2 separate regions of the Mus musculus genome follow, and region 1 is linked to region 2. The links are chromatin contacts, called in public promoter capture Hi-C maps. All regions are on one chromosome and are shown on one strand. Each heading gives the region's core, a stretch centred on a gene start, on an enhancer-like site or on the middle of the called end of the contact. The rest is flanking DNA. Distances are from core to core; before and after follow the strand shown. Region 1 holds the start of Ldah (lipid droplet associated hydrolase). Region 2 holds the start of Wdcp (WD repeat and coiled coil containing).

Region 1 (5,279 bases), core at 1,365-3,864, 3.4 Mb before region 2:
TTTTCTTCTCATTCTCTTAATCTCTGTATACTATCTATCTAAACAAATAATTACTGTTTTGTGAGGCTAGGAGTTGAGCCCAGGACTTTGTATATGTTAGGCAACTGCTCTATCACTGAGCTATGTCTTCAGCTCATATTTTTTTGGGTGTAGCATCTTACATACAAAATAGATTTCACCAACATGCACATATCCAGAATATGTAAAGAACTTCTATGAATAAGAGAGAGACAATCCAATTAAAATACAGGCAAAATACCAGAAGGGCTTTATAAAAAGAGAAGAGCCATAACCAGACAGCTAATAACCATAAGGGTTTTCTAAAAGAGTCAAAGAATATCACATGGAAACTATCATCTGGGTATGTTGGTGCATTACCATAATCCCAGAATTTGGGAGGCTGAGGCAGGAATGTTGTGAGTTTGAGACCAGCCAGGGCTACTTGGTATATAAAACTGTCTCACAAACAAACAAACAAACAAACAAACAAACAAATCCCCCAAACCACACACCAAGCTGTCGTGGTTCATGCCTATTTTTCTAGCACTGGGGAGGTAGGAGAAAGATCAGGAGTTCAAAGTCAGTATGGTTTATAGAAGATTTGTCTTAAAAAATAATACAAAACAAAAAACTCGATAAAGTGTAATGCTGATCACAAGAGACAGATTTGCAGAATCTCTCTGTCTGTCTGTCTGTCTGTCTGTCTCTCTCTCACTCACACACACACACACAATTTTAGACTAGTGCTGGGATTCTTCTACTCCAGACTATGACATCCTTGAATATCAGGTTAAGGAGTTGGGAAACCAGTAAGTAATTCTAGAATTATCTTCCAAGGAACATGCGCTGATAGCTGTTACAGTTTAAAAAAATAAAAGGTTCCGGGGGCTGGAGAGATGGCTCAGCGGTTAAGAGCACCAACTGCTCTTCCAAAGGTCCTGAGTTCAAATCTCAGCAACCACATGGTGGCTCACAACCATCTGTAATGAGATCTGATGCCCTCTTCTGGAGTGTCTGAAGATAGCTACAGTGTACTTACATATAGTAAATAAATAAATCTTTAAAAAAAAATAAATAAAAGGTTCCTAGAAAATACAAGGGATTTCATTTATTCTTGGTACATGACATACCACCATAAAACTTAATACCTGAAGATATGTTATATTCTCACAGATTGTGTGGGTTAGAAATTTATAGAGTACAGCACAGGCAGTTTTGGAACAATCCAAAGTAGAGTTAGCTAAGAAAAACTCAACAGCTGGCTTTGACTTGTTCACTGGGACAGGGGTCATCTGGAAGTACCTTTATTGATAAGCTTAACAATGAATGCTCTAAAACAAAAATAGGTTGAACACATAATCTTATATTTAATTCATATTTAATCTTTTCACATGGCCAATTTTAATAGGTTCTTGCAGTGCATGTAGGCTGCCTCCTGAGGTTGAGAACAAAGTTGCCTCACCTCTTAGGACCTCACCTCACTAGTCACATAGCATTAGCTCACAACACACTGATAAGCATATTGACCCTTTATGACACAGGCATACAATACAACGTTTCAGAAAAAGTGACCTGATATTTTGCCCATGATGATCTTAAAAGTCTCTCCTACTAACATTCCAACTTCTTCATCAAAGTAGTTTAGAAAAATGTTGAAGGCACCTGGAATGTAATAGTTTCCCAAAGTAAGAAAGAGCTTGATTAAAATATTCTTCTAAGAAGACAGCAAAGCCCAGAAAAATGTAAGAGCACACTAAAGGTCAGAAGCTACCATAAATATTATATAAGAAACAAGAGCAAGGAATTTAAAAGTAATAATTGAAAGAACAAAACTTATGGGGTGGATTATCAGCAGAGTAGTATCAACAAAGAACGAGATGAGAGAACGTGGATAGATCCACAAAATTTACAAACCTGAATTGGTGGGAAACAGTCTAAAAACTCAGCAGTAGCCCCGGGACTTGTACTACAATGACAAATGACCTAAAATTCATGCAACTAGAGTTTCAGAGAAGGCAATGTGGGGCTAAAACACACGTTTTAAGAAAGAGTATCTGGAAACTTCTCAAAATTGGGAAGGGCATAAATCTACAGATTCAAGAAGCTGAGCTTCTCAAGCTGGGGAAATGTATACTATACTATTAGAAGCCATGCATTTTGTAAAACTAAAATAAAAAAAAAAGTTAAAAGCAGTGAAACAACACATCATATGCAAGGGTAAAGGTAATTTTAATGTCAGCAGATTTCTCAGGAGAATCCACGAGGGACAGTGTCGACCACAGATGCCTGGGGAGCCCCAGCGCAGACTTGGATTTATTTCTAGAAGGCTGGCTGCCAGCGCATTGGCTTATCCTTACCCAGGGAGCCTCTGGCGACCTGGCCACAGGTCGGGCGAGTGTAGTGCCATCGCGTACCGCACGGCCTAGCGGCTGTGCACGCGGGGTGATGGCAGCTCAGTTATCCTAGCACCACCCCATGCGCAGCCCACGTGCCCTTCCTCAGACAAACCACACAGTACTGGCAGCATCACCTCACCTGCCCACTCACAAGGTATTGGGGTCGTCCGCCGACGTCTCGGCAAAGCCTCACCAGACCCGGAAGTTCCGCCTGTACTGACGTCACAGCGCCGCGCCGCGCCGGTCCCGGAAGTCGGGACCCGTAGAACGCTTTGCAAGGATCTCCCGTGTGAGAGTTTGGGTGGCAGCTTGATGGGTAGGTGGTTTATAGTCAGCGAGATTGCTGGGAGCAGCACATAGAGCGTTTCTAGCATACCACCTGAATTTTACCCGCTCTCTGTTCTTTGTCGTTTTGGTAAACGAGTTTTTCCTCTCTTTGGAGGTTCTTTCATTCCCCCCCCCCCCCCCATCTGCCCACTTTTCCTTTCTTCCACCACCAGTTGCTTTTCATTCCTGACTCATGATCACAGGAAAGTTGACTCTCAGCTGACCTTAGTGCTAGTATTCAACTTCATATAGTATTCAGTTTCATATTCAGGATAATGCGACCTTCCAGAGCTATTTCCAGCTTACTACAAACTTCAAGATAGTATCCTCAACACTTGGTACAATTGTAGGCAATCAGTGTATTTCTGTCCCCCAAAATACTGTCGCCAATATGGCAGTATTATAGCCAGAAGAAGCATGGAACTTAGAAAGAAAGAAAAAAAAAACCCATAGTAATTATCACACATGGAAAAGCTTTGCGCTTGTATCCAGCACCTCGGTGATAGTACCAACATCACTTATATTTTAACTTAAAAATCTTTTTGTATATTAGTAGCCTGGAGCCTATGGACGCTGGAAGAGGGCACTGGGTTCCCTGGGACCTGAACCACATAAGCCTATGGGTCACCATGTGGGTGCTGAGAATCAATCCTAAATCCTGTGGAAAAGGAGTTAGTGCTCATAACTACTGAACCAACATCCAACTAGCTGTGGAATGTAAACCGATAAATATCTTCATAACCCTTTTTTATCACTTCTACTTTCCACATCCAATAGGTAACATTTAATGAATATAGAAAAAGATATTCATTGTGTTAAGAGTTTTTCATGAACTAATTTTTAAACCCTTAGCATTTCAGTGTGGTCAGTATTAACAAGTGATCACTAGAGTTTGGAGATATAAATACATAAAAGTAAATGATTATGTTACGGTGACCATAGGATATGTACCAAGTGGTGTCAGTTTTATGTGTGTAAATTTCCTGCCAGTAATGCTGTTAAAGGACTACTGACATATCAAGGGCGTCTTTCTGGGTATCTGTTCCATCCTTCTTTCATCCATAGACTACATGACAGAATGCATTGGTGCAGGATTTCTTTTAATTCTTGGATATGCATCTACGATGTAGCATCTAGGTGATTTATGTTTCTGATTTCACTGAACCTGTGCCAGAAATAACTGAAGCAATTCAGACTTTATAGTTGGCCAGAGATTATTTCTGTTAACTGCAGTGTAAAATGAGGTGCGAAGAAACTGACTTTCCCACAGTTAGTTAGGAGAGCTAGGCTCAGGTTACTTGCAGCAGTTTCTGTATTCTTCATGTTTTCTCTGGGCCATCTACTTTTGGAATATACATGTTCTTACTAAGTTGTCATATTTTTGCACACAATGTTCACTTTGCTACATGGCAGACTATGACTGTTGTAGCTTATATAAGTAGCTGAATAGGATGCTCTCTGGAGGCAGAGGCTGGAAGATTTCTGCATTCAAAGTCAGCCAGGTCTACAGAGTGAGTTCTAAGGCAGCCAAGCTTAGGCAGTGAAGGAAACCATTAACGACAGAAATCTGGTGAAGATGGCTTTGAATAAGGGGCCTGGGAAGTGGAATATAGTTTGAAAGAAAATGGCTCCTATAGGTTCATAGGGAATGACAACATCAGGAAGTGTGGCCTTTTCAGAGTAGGTAGGGTTTAGTTGGAGGAAGTTCATTTCTACAGGGAGGGCTTTGAGATCTGAGAAGTTAAAAAAGGCCTGTCAGCTCACAGTTCACTTCCTGCTCCCTGTTGCTCTTGATGTAGAACTCTCAGCTACCTCTCCATTATCATGTCTGCCTGCATGTCACCATGCTTTCCACCATGATGATAAAGGACTAAATCTCTGGTCTGTAGGCCAGCTTGTCTTGGTAAGGGTTCTATTGTGAAGACACACTATGACCAAGGCAACTCTTATAAAGAAAAACATTTAATTGGGGCTGGCTTACAGGTTCAGAGTCCATGAGTCCATGGGGCTAAACCTGTTCAAACCATCGCATTTCACTCCCTGGCCTCCATAGGCTGGCAGCAGTAACAAAATGCAAAATGCATTTAGTCCAACTTCAAAAGTCAACAAAGGCCATCACAGAATCAATGATGTTTAAAAGTCCAAAGTTCAAAGTCTCTTCTGAGTTTTATGCAACCTCTTAACTGTAAGCCCTTATGAAATCAAAATCCAAAAACCGATCACATACTTCCAACATCACAGAATATATATTACCATTCCAAAATGTCATAGTGAGGAAATACTGGACCAAAGCAAGACAGAAAACCATCTGGGCAAACTCCAAACCCGGCATCTCCATGTCTGATGTCCCGACTCCTTTCAGCTTTGATGACTGCAACACACTTCTTTCTCTTGGGCTGGTTCTTTTTCCTATTAGCTGCTTTCCTTTGCGAGTATCCCATGGCTCTGGCATCTCTTAACATCACAGGGTATGCAAGGCAACTTCTACTTTACAGCTTCTTGTTCCAATCTCTGGGATTCACACATGATCACCTGGACCCTTCCCAAGGGCATAGG
Region 2 (4,872 bases), core at 661-3,160:
CGAGGTCCTGAATTCAAATTCCAGCATCCACATGGTGGCTCGCAACCATCTGTAATGGGATCTGATGCCCTCATAACCATCTGTAATGAGATCTGATGCCCTCTTCTGGTGTGTCTGAAGACAGCTGTACTTAAATTAATTAATTAAATCAATCAATCAATCAATCTTTGGGACAAAGCAAACCAGGCCAGCAATCAATCAATCTTTGGGACAAAGCAAACCAGGCCAGAGCAAGAAGGGGAAAAAAAGGAGCCAGGCGGTGATGGTGCATTCTTTTAATCCCTGTACCGGAAAGGCAGAGGCAGACAGATCTCAAGGCCAACCTGATCTATAGAGTGAGTTCCAAGACAGCCAAGATTACACAGAGAAACCCCGTGTGTGTGTGGGGTGGGGTGGGGTCGGGGGGGAGGTTGGACAGATAAACAAAAACCCCAAACCAAATGGAAAAAGAAAAAGGATAAAATAAAAAAGAGAGAGGAAACAAAGTGTGCAGCTGTTTTCCCAGAGGAAGACGAGGTGCTGGATGCCAGAGGCGCTTCTCTAAGACAGAAAGACTGCGCTCACAGAATGTGAAGACTGAAAAATACTTGAGGGACAGCATGCAAAATTTTAGCTTGAGAAAGAGTTGAACCATTAGTCAGAGATGCAGAAGGCAGGCATGCTTTGAAGATGAGAAAGGTGTGTAGTATGTAAGGTATTTATTTTTCATACAGACCCTCACGTAGCCCAGACAGGCCTAGAGCTTCCTGTTCTCCTGCCTGCACTTCCTGAGTATTGAGAATAATACCGGTCCAGTTTATGCGGTGCAGGGGATGGAACCCAGAACCCTCTGTATGCTAGGCAAACACTCCACCGACTGAGATACTGCAAGCTGTGACAAAATTTAGTATTAGATGAGTTTTATGTAGTGGTATTAAACGTGTTTCATGAAGGTGCCTGTAAGGTAGCAGTAGATGTACCTTAGGCAGTCACAGGGAAGGATTTGGGAGTCACTGATGTAAGGTTAGTAAAGCCAAAGCAAGTAAGGATCTTATCATTTAACAAAACAAAACCTGAAAGCCAGTCAACATAGCCCAGCAGTTATCAGGGGCTTGTACACAAGCCTTATTTATACCTGAGTCCAACCCCTGGACCCCACAAAGTGGCAGGAGAGAACCAACTCACAAAAGTTGTCCTATGACTTCCAGCTATGCACCAAAGCAAGTGCACGTGCGTGCGCAAACGCTGAGGCGGGCGCGCGGGCGCAGGCACACACACACACACACACACACACACACTGCCTCGAGTCCAGCTAGGTCTAGGCTAGCACTGATTGCAAAATGACACCCAGTCTCAAAAAGACCAAACCAGATAAAAACCAAACCAAAACCAAAACTCCCCATCTAGCTTCCCAGAAGGATGAGAGACGTGAGACAGAGATACTGGCAACAGCTTAACTGATCATCCCGTTAGAGCCTCCTGGAATTAACCAAAAGCTCGGCTATTATCATTTGTAATTTAAACCAAGTTCTTAGTTCGGTTTGTTCAAACATCTCAAAGTTCGTAGGCGACTTTAACTTACTACAAACAAGGCTATATTCCTTAAGCTCTATTACCAGAAGTATCACTCGTGTATCCCAAGGGCACTTGTTAAAACCCACACCGTGAGCTTGCTTCTACTGCAGCCTGGTCCTCTTCCAACTCTCCCTCAACTTCTCCCCACGCCTACATCCCTGGGCCTGAAGTGCCACCCACTTCACACACACACACACAACGAAATACCTTAGTCTTCTGCCTCCCCGTCCCACACGTAAAATCCCGGGGCCGCTCACGTCACAGGACCGGGAATCAGAAGTCCCGGGCACCTAACGGAAGCCTCGGCCTTTGGACCTCGGAGATGCCTCTAGACTATTGGCTATTGAGTGCGTCACGTTAGCGGCGGGTCCTTCCGATGGCCATTAAGCGCGGGCTTTGCCGCAAGTGTTTCTGGGAGTTGTAGTTCCCGCGAAATCACCGCCCGAAAATCTTCACAATACACCTCAAGTGCTTCAACCTCTTTTCCCACGCAGGTCTCAACTGTTCTCTTAGAAGTGGTTGGCAAGAGCCGGGCGTGGTGGCACACGCCTTTAATCCCAGCACTTGGGAGGCAGAGGCAGGCAGATTTCTGAGTTCTAGGCCAGCCTGGTCTACAGAGTGAGTTCCAGGACAGCCAGGGCTATACAGAGAAAAAAAAAATTGGTTGGCAAGAGGGAATCGGAATTCTACAGTCAACATGTGTAAAAAGTTAGTGTTTAGTTTAGAGGGGAGTCAAGAACTCCACATTTAAAAATCCCATAAAATATCACTCCCAAAATGTAAATACATCCGTTTACCTGAAGCCAGCCTCGTAGGCCTGCCCAAGTAGCAGATCTGTTCTACCCCGATCTCAAAGTACCTGCCCAAGGCCATAACCAGTAGGGGGGTGAGGGTCAGGGTTGGAGGGTGGGGTGTCTTAAGCTTTTTTGTTTGTTTGTTTGCCTTAAGCCCTGACGACTCTAGGGCACACACACGGGTTTTTTTCTGATCCTAACGTGCACAGTACCGTAAACCAGCTTTTCTGAGCACCAACTTTAGTCCTTGTATCCTGGCAAGCTAGTATCTGCGAGCTAGCCACTTGGAAGAGTGGAGATGGAGAAACTGAGGAAAATGCGTCAAGTTCCAGTTCTGGGCCTTTGAATAAATAGGTCCTTCTCCCATACTCACCTCCCATTGGCTCTTGTCAGAAACAAATTCAGATCTGTGCAACGGGTGTAGAAAAGATGGGGGTGGGGGGCATTTCTTAAAGTCTCCTTCAGCCTTCAAGCAAATGTTTTCTCCTCCCAATGTATCTTCCTAGGGGCCATGGACGTAACCTCTGTTAGCTTAGCGTGAGTGAACAGGCCCTGGCTTCCCTGGATTCAAGTCCCAGGACCAAGGAAGCGGAATTCGGATTGGGGAAGGACAAAAGTATCTTTTTAGATCCTGGTTTGGTTTGGGTAGAGGTAAAAGAATTCATTCATTCCTTCTATAGCATTCACCATTCAGGCTGTCGCTGTATCTTCAGCACAGAGCTGATCCTCCTTTAATTCAGTTGGAATCCCCAGGGAGCAGTCCTTTACCTTGAAAGGTGAGACCTCCAATACATATACCTGCTGTAAAACTTTGAGGAATGATGAATGTGGTCTTAAGGTGGTTGAGGAAAATTCGTCAATAATTGGTTTCTTCCCTTCGCCGGCTCTGCTCCAATAGATTCGGGAAGCCTAACCCGGGTAGGTATCAGTCTCGGGTGCTTCCGTTTTACTCTGAACCCCACGGCACTGAGCACACGTATTTAAAGAGTTAGTTTAATTACCGACTTTCTCCTAGTCTGTAGGATTGAGTGGACTCCCTGGGGCTTTGCACCCTGTAGGTGCTAAATAAATATACACTGAGTGGATAGATGTGTGGATGTGCTAGTGCCGGCACGCCTCGCTCACCCTGCCTCCCCTTTCAGCCAGTGGGTTAATGGTGGTTAGTCTGGCCAGGATCCGGAGCAGCCACGTCAGGGTCGCTTCCCTCGGGCTCCGCCCCGGCCGACCCCACCTTGTCGCACAGCTCCACCCCGCCGCCCCCTTCCCGGCGGCCCCTCCCCGCGCAGGTCCTGACTCCAGCCGCACCTCCTCCGGCTCTGCAGTGGCGGCAAGAAGGCGAGCGGGAGTGCCTGCGGGGTCCGCGCCAGAGCGGAGCCGGGGTCGGGGCAGCCGCGAGGACCCCCTTGGAGGCGGGGCCTGTGGGACCGTGATGGGCGTGGAGATCGAGACCATCTCCCCAGGAGACGGTACCGGGCGGCTGGGCCCGGGAGGAGGAGGGGTCCCGGGGCGGAGTCCGCGGGCTGGGATCTGATTCCGAGGTGGCTCCGGGGACCTGAAGCGGGGAGAGGGTCAAAGATGCGGGCGACAGGAGGAGACCTCCTTCCCCGATTCTTGTGGGTTTCAGAGGACAACGCACCATCCCATTCTGCGCCCGCTCACCTTGGGGAGTGAAGGCGGCCACCTTAGGGCAAGGGGGTTATGTCCAGCCACTGTCCTAGGCTGCGGCTGCTATCTCCTGAGCTGCAACCTCTCGATTAACCGCTGCTACTGACTTCCCAGGTTTGAATTTCTGTTCCGTTTTTCCTGTTCGGTTCCAGGGATGATCTCGCTTTGGGGGTTCCTGCTGTACAGAGAAACCCCTCCTATTGCACCACACCTCCCCGCCCCTCTTGTCTGGAGGCCCCCAGGGCTGGGCAGTGGTTAGTTGTGGAGAGAGCCAATTTGGGAGCCTGCCACTCCTTTGGCTGCTTCTGCTTCCTATTTCACCCTCCCGGTCCTACTCACCCTTCCTGGTCATCTGCCCTCTACCATGCCCTCCTCAGTCAAAACCCAGCCTTCGGACCTGCTGCTTGATCCTCCTGGGGGGTCCATGGTGCCGGGTCAGCCAGGTCAAAACAACTCGCGTTCCATAATTTGGTTCATCGCCCCACCCCACCCCCTCCTCCCAGTCTATCTATCTCTGGGTTCCCTGTCTCACCAAGTTTCCTCAACTATTTAGAAAACTGGGTGTATTCAACATATTCAAGGAGTAGCTATTTCTTAAGCAAAATTTAATCCAGACCAAAAGCCACCCCCAAGGTCCAGAGTGTTTAACAAGCAAACTTGCTGTTGGATATTATTGGCATGCTCCTTCGCAGGGAGTTAAAGGGCTTCTTGGTTACAAACCGAGGGCTTCCTGGAAGTACCCGATACTGCCCAGATCACTCCTTGCAGATACACGTTTCTTCCCAGGCCTTGTCACCCACACAGCCTCTGAGCTGTCTCCCCATCTTCGTTCTCCCCGCCTTCCATTTGACTTCCGTTC

The links. Promoter capture Hi-C pulls out the DNA fragments that hold promoters and counts their contacts.
Region 1: a contact with region 2 is called in a promoter capture Hi-C map of pre-B cells. The contact joins the promoter of Ldah here to the promoter of Wdcp in region 2. A contact is called at or near these places in 2 of 39 promoter capture datasets (cranial neural crest and pre-B cells).

What each region holds. Positions count from the first base shown.
Region 1 is chr12:8,205,461-8,210,739 of GRCm38.p6, reverse strand. It overlaps Ldah (lipid droplet associated hydrolase), which reads right to left and starts at 2,614. Exons shown (of 7, transcript NM_001364261.1): 1 at 2,536-2,614. It overlaps Gm33037 (a long non-coding RNA gene), which reads left to right and starts at 2,607. Exons shown (of 4, transcript XR_381233.4): 1 at 2,607-2,712.
Region 2 is chr12:4,840,341-4,845,212 of GRCm38.p6, reverse strand. It overlaps Wdcp (WD repeat and coiled coil containing), which reads right to left and starts at 1,910. Exons shown (of 4, transcript NM_001170858.1): 1 at 1,762-1,910. Fkbp1b (FK506 binding protein 1b) reads left to right here and starts at 3,640. Exons shown (of 4, transcript NM_016863.4): 1 at 3,640-3,814. The coding sequence starts at 3,778.